Regions from separate parts of the Rattus norvegicus genome. Here region 1 is linked to region 2. A link is a contact called in public Hi-C data. All regions are on one chromosome and are shown on one strand. The core of a region is the stretch at or near the end of the contact, and the rest is flanking DNA. Distances in the headings are between cores, read along the strand shown.

Evidence for each region. Hi-C and Micro-C count contacts between places; a contact is called where the count stands out from the background.
Region 1: a contact with region 2 is called in a Hi-C map of kidney, with 8 times the contacts expected there. The contact joins two enhancer-like sites. A contact is called at or near these places in 10 of 12 Hi-C or Micro-C datasets (the A7r5 cell line, the Rat2 cell line, Schwann cells and 6 more).

What each region holds. Positions count from the first base shown.
Region 1 is chr18:65,539,989-65,542,688 of GRCr8, reverse strand. The region is part of intron 14 of Tcf4 (transcription factor 4); the gene reads right to left. Among named protein-coding and RNA genes, the nearest start is that of Ccdc68, 280 kb to the left of the region's middle. Within about 2 kb of position 1,403, at least 27 of the 93 cell types and tissues checked have an H3K27ac peak or open chromatin away from gene starts, as enhancers often do.
Region 2 is chr18:64,349,359-64,352,058 of GRCr8, reverse strand. All of the region lies in intron 1 of LOC102548061 (a long non-coding RNA gene), which reads right to left. Among named protein-coding and RNA genes, the nearest start is that of Mc2r, 60 kb to the right of the region's middle. Within about 2 kb of position 1,413, at least 10 of the 93 cell types and tissues checked have an H3K27ac peak or open chromatin away from gene starts, as enhancers often do.

The sequences.
Region 1 (2,700 bases), core at 154-2,653, 1.2 Mb before region 2:
TATCTAGCCCACCCCATCCCACCCCACCTCTCCCCTCCTCCTCCTCTTCCTCTTCTTCTTCCTCCTCTCTCTCTCTCTCTCTCTCTCTCTCTCTCTCTCTCTCTGTGTGTGTGTGTGTGTGTGTAATTCTGTGTCTTTCTGCCTCTCTGTACATGAAGCAAACAGCTCAAGGCTCTGTGTTAACATGTGTTTTCATATTGTCAGACTACATACCTCTGACAGAAAGCAGATTTTTCGAGCAGACCATTCTAAAGCTCAACAACTCTGCTACAAAGCACATACGCAGGGCACTGCGGACACACATGGCACCTCGCTGTACGCGAGCATTATTGGCTCAAATGATTCCCTCTTATTTAACTGCAACGGAGGCTTTCATCTCCCGCCATACAGTAATGGCTTCCATATGACCAGTGGCTGCTATAAATAAGATCAAAAGCCAAAGAAAGGATTTAATAAAAGAAAATGACATTAGGAGTAGCATTAAATCAAGGAAAAATGCCAATATCCATTTTTTTTTAATTCTTTCTTGGGGGGTGGGGTGGGGCGAAAAGACTCACAATGCACTAAGTGCCTTGTTCAATATTTCACGGAGCGTCGCTGCAAAGAGCAGGTGTGTGGAAGGTCTATCCGTGCATGTCTGACCATGGCAAAGGTTTAGTGGAGGATGGTGAAGGGTAGGGGCCATTTACAGTGGCTATGGAGAAGCAGGGACGGACGCAATAGCTAGTTGGATGCTGTGAAGTCTATGGTGGACCGTATCCAGCAAAGGCCTTCGCTTCTCTCTGCCCCTTTCTGCCCTAGTTAATGGGGACAAACTTTTTGGTAATCTCAGAGAATCACAACATTGCTCAACTTGAGTACATGTGTTCTGAGAAAGGAAGTTTTTTTTGGCAAGGCAGAACTGTTACATGGAGCCAACTTCCCAAACAGATTTTCTTCCATTTTTTTTTTTAAAAGAGTTTACAATGTTAATCTCAATTCCGACTGGATAAACAGCTGTTAATAACTGCCTGCCCCCAGAGGAAGAGGAGGCTTATTCCCCTTCGTCCTCAGAAGGGGTACCTGCCCTGCCCTGCTCTGATCTCTAGTGCTTCCTCATGTTTCTCTTTTGCTTTTTTGTCAAAATTGCTTCAATGAGGATTTTGCCAAGCAGGCTTCATTCCTCCCTTTCTCCTTTGATAGCCTTAAAGAAAAGAGAAAAACAAAACCAAAAAACCCCTGAAACAAAAAACAAACAAACAAAAAACCTGCCCCAGACCCAGGCAGTTGGGCTGTGACTTATGTAAAATGGTTATTTCACGACTGCTATGTTTAAAGAGGAAACTCAAGCACTGAAAACCTCGGAGGAGTCGTAGAACCTCAGACCCTTGGATCTGTAGCCCTGGAGAGGAAATGACCATTTTGGATTCCTTCACACTGAGCTAACTACTCTCTTAAGGGCTAGCTGTGTTCAAGGACACTCTGTTTCTAACGGTATTGCTAATGCGATTACTTACTCCAACCCGCTGGTGTCCTAAACACGGGAGCAAACTTCGCCACTTTTTCCTCTAAGAGGAAGTCCCCTGCAGCCGATTCCTGAGCCAGCCAGCCCCTGGCAGCTTTCTTACTTGTCCATGAGCACCTGCTTTCGCAGTGACCTCAGTTCTATATCTCAAGATTCAGACAGTTCTCAAAACAGCTTTTAAAACAAAAAGCAGCTGTTTCCCATCTAGTCTACAGGGGGAAAATTGGGCAGCTTACAGAAATGTTACCCAGAGACTACCACTCTCCAATAACTTTCACACACACACACACACACACACACACACACACACACACACACACGCAGCTCTACTGCAGAGGGGCACTTGTGCAGAAGCTGGGGAAGAGGCGTATGTGAAATGAAAATGTGCAAACTCAGTTCTGTGGCTTTTCACAATATGTCCAATTAGCCGCTTTCAAGGGCATATGGCTATGGTACGACAGCGCTTCCCCTTACTAATATCGGACAGATCTTTTGGCTGCACTCAGCTTTATGGCTCTCAGATGATTTATGGACGGAGTGGAAGCCATAATTAAGCACAACTGTGAATGTCAACCAATTAGATCTGACAGAAAATGTAGCTTCCCGTCTTTCAGTTTTTAGCCCCAAAGCTGAAGTTTTCCTAAACCCTCTTCTTGCTGTGAACCTGGGTTTTGTTTTGTTTTTTGTTTTTTGTTTTTTTTTGGTTTTGTTTCGTTTGTTTGAAACACATGTTTTTTAATCGGCTAAAATACTTGATTTGAAAAATTTACAGCCACAATAAAAGTTAAACTAACACAACAGCCAGGGAATTTGAAGAAATATAAAATGGCCAAGGCCTCAGTTTGGCTTTTAAACGGTGCCAAGCTATACCAGTATTTTCTGTTTTGGTATGAATGACATAACCATATTACTTCATGAACTGCTACTTTAATTCCCAAGGGTGGAAAATTCCATGAGTTAATTTAATCTGGATGTAAAAAAATATATACACACACACGAAAACTCACTCTTCCTGTGGACTCTCATATTCGATGCTCGAACCGATTGCTAACACTGCTGCCCTGTGGGGGAGCAGCTTGGGAGTGGCCTGGGCTACCAGCTGCAAGGCCAGACCCTCAGGGGATTTCCTTGCTGCTCTGCGCATAGAAGCACCTTTCTTTCTTTTGAATTTTTTTGAAACCATGTTTATGCTCTGG
Region 2 (2,700 bases), core at 164-2,663:
TTTGATGTCAGAGGCCTATGTGACATCTGGGAGAAGAAAGTCTGGAGAGCAACCACAGTCAGCAGGAAGGCTGGAGCTGGGAGTGTCCGGGAGCTCACTGAGAAGCGGCAGCTGGGCCTGTGTGACCGCAAGCCAAATGAACTGAAGAGGAGCAAGGGTGTGGTTCTGGGCCAGGTCAGGGAGCTTAGTGAGTCCTTGCTAGGATCTGCTTTTGCTCTGACCAAAATTCGGAAGCAGCAAGCAGCATAGGGGCTGGGCAGTGGGGTGTTAAATGACTTTAGCAGCTGCTCCTTTGAGCACACATTCAAATGAGATGGGAGCCCCCTCCCCCGATAGGAGTCCATTGCAACAGCACAAGTGCTTCCAGTCAGTCTATAGTAACCTCACTTCATGCCTATTCCACCGTAGAACGTGGTTAACTACTGTAGTAGCATCAAGGATGCCAGAGCCAAGGAACCTTGAAAATATCCATTGTTCTTAAGATCTAGAGCCAACCTGAACTTCCGGATCATTATAAGTCATGAGCCAGTGTCTGGATTCACATCCTCCTAACACACATCACCAGGAGAAAGCTGAAATACTTTCTCTGTTGTGGGCTAGATTGTTATCTATTTGAGGTCGAAAGCTGGCTTTCTGTAATCATTAGAATGTTGTCTACAATGCCTCTGGAGAGGAAACAGAGGGATACAAATAGGGCTTGTTTTGTAAAAAGGGTCTTTAGAAACATGAGGTGACTGGGGAAAGTGTTCAATACATCTAATTCTTCGTGAGAAAAAAACAAAACAAAACAAACAAACAAAAACATTGAAGTGGTTGATGACAACAGATTTTACATACTTAACTTCCAGACAAGACAGGTCACAACTGTGCACTGGTGGATAAGTGAACTTCTCCCTGTGCCTCAGGCACACAAACCCCAGGAAGGAGGCAGAGTGGCTCTGGGGACAGTGAGATGCCTGGGGAGACACCTCAGAATAGCCCCCCAAGCATCTATGACACTGGGGATGCCCTTTGCCAAGAAAAGACGGCGGTCAAGAATCCAGGTAAACAGTGGGGCTCTTAACTCTCCCACACTCAATGTAAGCCTTTCTCTTTAGGCAGCAGAAAGAAATATCAAACACATCCAAAAAAAAAAAAAAAAAAAAAAACCACGTATGATTTAACCAAACTCTAGATAGAAAGATATCATGAAGGCCTTTGCTGGGTTCACATGGACTTATTTTATCTAGAAAACTGGGCTTGTTAATAGCTCAAGGCCTTGGGTAAGAGCAAGCCAAGTCATATCACAGCTGTAATTCTCTTCTTCAGCACACAGACTATGTGGAAATATTTTATTTTGCTTTTATCAGTCTCCGGAGTTCATGTGATGTACTTCAAGAGCCAGCCATTCTCTGGGGCTTATGGTCTTGGCAGATGCCGCGGCGACCGTTAGAAGGTCAAACAAGTCCCACTTCCGCCCCCTCAGACCAGCTGGGATCATCCATTCCCAGACTGACTTTCGTTCCCTGAGTTAGCCTTGAGGCTCTGTCCTCTAAGAAAATGCAGCATAGCCAGATGATTTTCACCTGAGCTAGTCTCTGCCTTCCCTTTTAGGATTGTCATGAGGTCAGTTTTTGATTAGCAGAAGGCCAAATATTCCTGTCGCCTTGGAAATGCTGAGATATCCAAAGCCACGAAGTCTCTTCTTCCTCTTCTCTCCCGAGCAGTCCTACACAGCAGCACAATTCCGGTGGAGTCCACTGGGTTCCCTAGATTAGGCAAACTCGACTGTTTGGTTGGTACTTTCTCGAACACACACTGTCTACTCTTTGCTTGACGTCTTCTCGGCTGATTAAATCTTCCCCATCATGGAGTACAGAATTAAACAGAATTGCACATTGTTGCTCACTACCATAGAGTGTAGATCTGGGAATCCGAGAGGCCACACAGCCTGAACTTCTACTCCAGAGACAGATTCTCTTTACCGTGTCTTCCCACTGAGAAGACATCTATTCTATTTGTACTTAAGCCGTTCCCGTGACAAGACTCACACACAAACACACACACACACACACACACACACATACACACAGACATACACACACACAGATACACACACACAGAGACCCACACACACACAGAAACACACACACACACAGACACATACACAGACACACAGACACACACACACATACACACATACACATACACATACACAGACACACACACAAATACACACACAGAGACCACACACACATACACAGACACACACACACAAATACACACACACAGACCACACACACACACACATACAGATACACACACACACACACACTGCTCAGTAAGGAACTGACTTAAAGAGTGGGCTATTTCTTTTAGAAAGATCCTTGACAGAGTCACCCTATCTCTCCAGCTTCGCCCCATGTCCCAAAATTACTTCAACTAGTAGAACTCAACGACTCAGGATGAACATTCTCCTCTTTCTCCCAATACCCCTCTTGTCGTTGTTCCTTTTTCTGTCTCATTTGATCAAAGCCCCCTGTGAAGACTTGGAGACCTTGTAGCTCACGAGTCTGTGTCAATCAAGGATAAGGTTGGGATGACCTAACATGGGGACTCCCGATCAGACTCCAACTCAAAGAGGACATCTTCCTTGTGTGACTCCGGCTCTGTAGCTGATCACATTTTCTAAAAGTTTCTAACATGTTCCTTAAAGTTAAG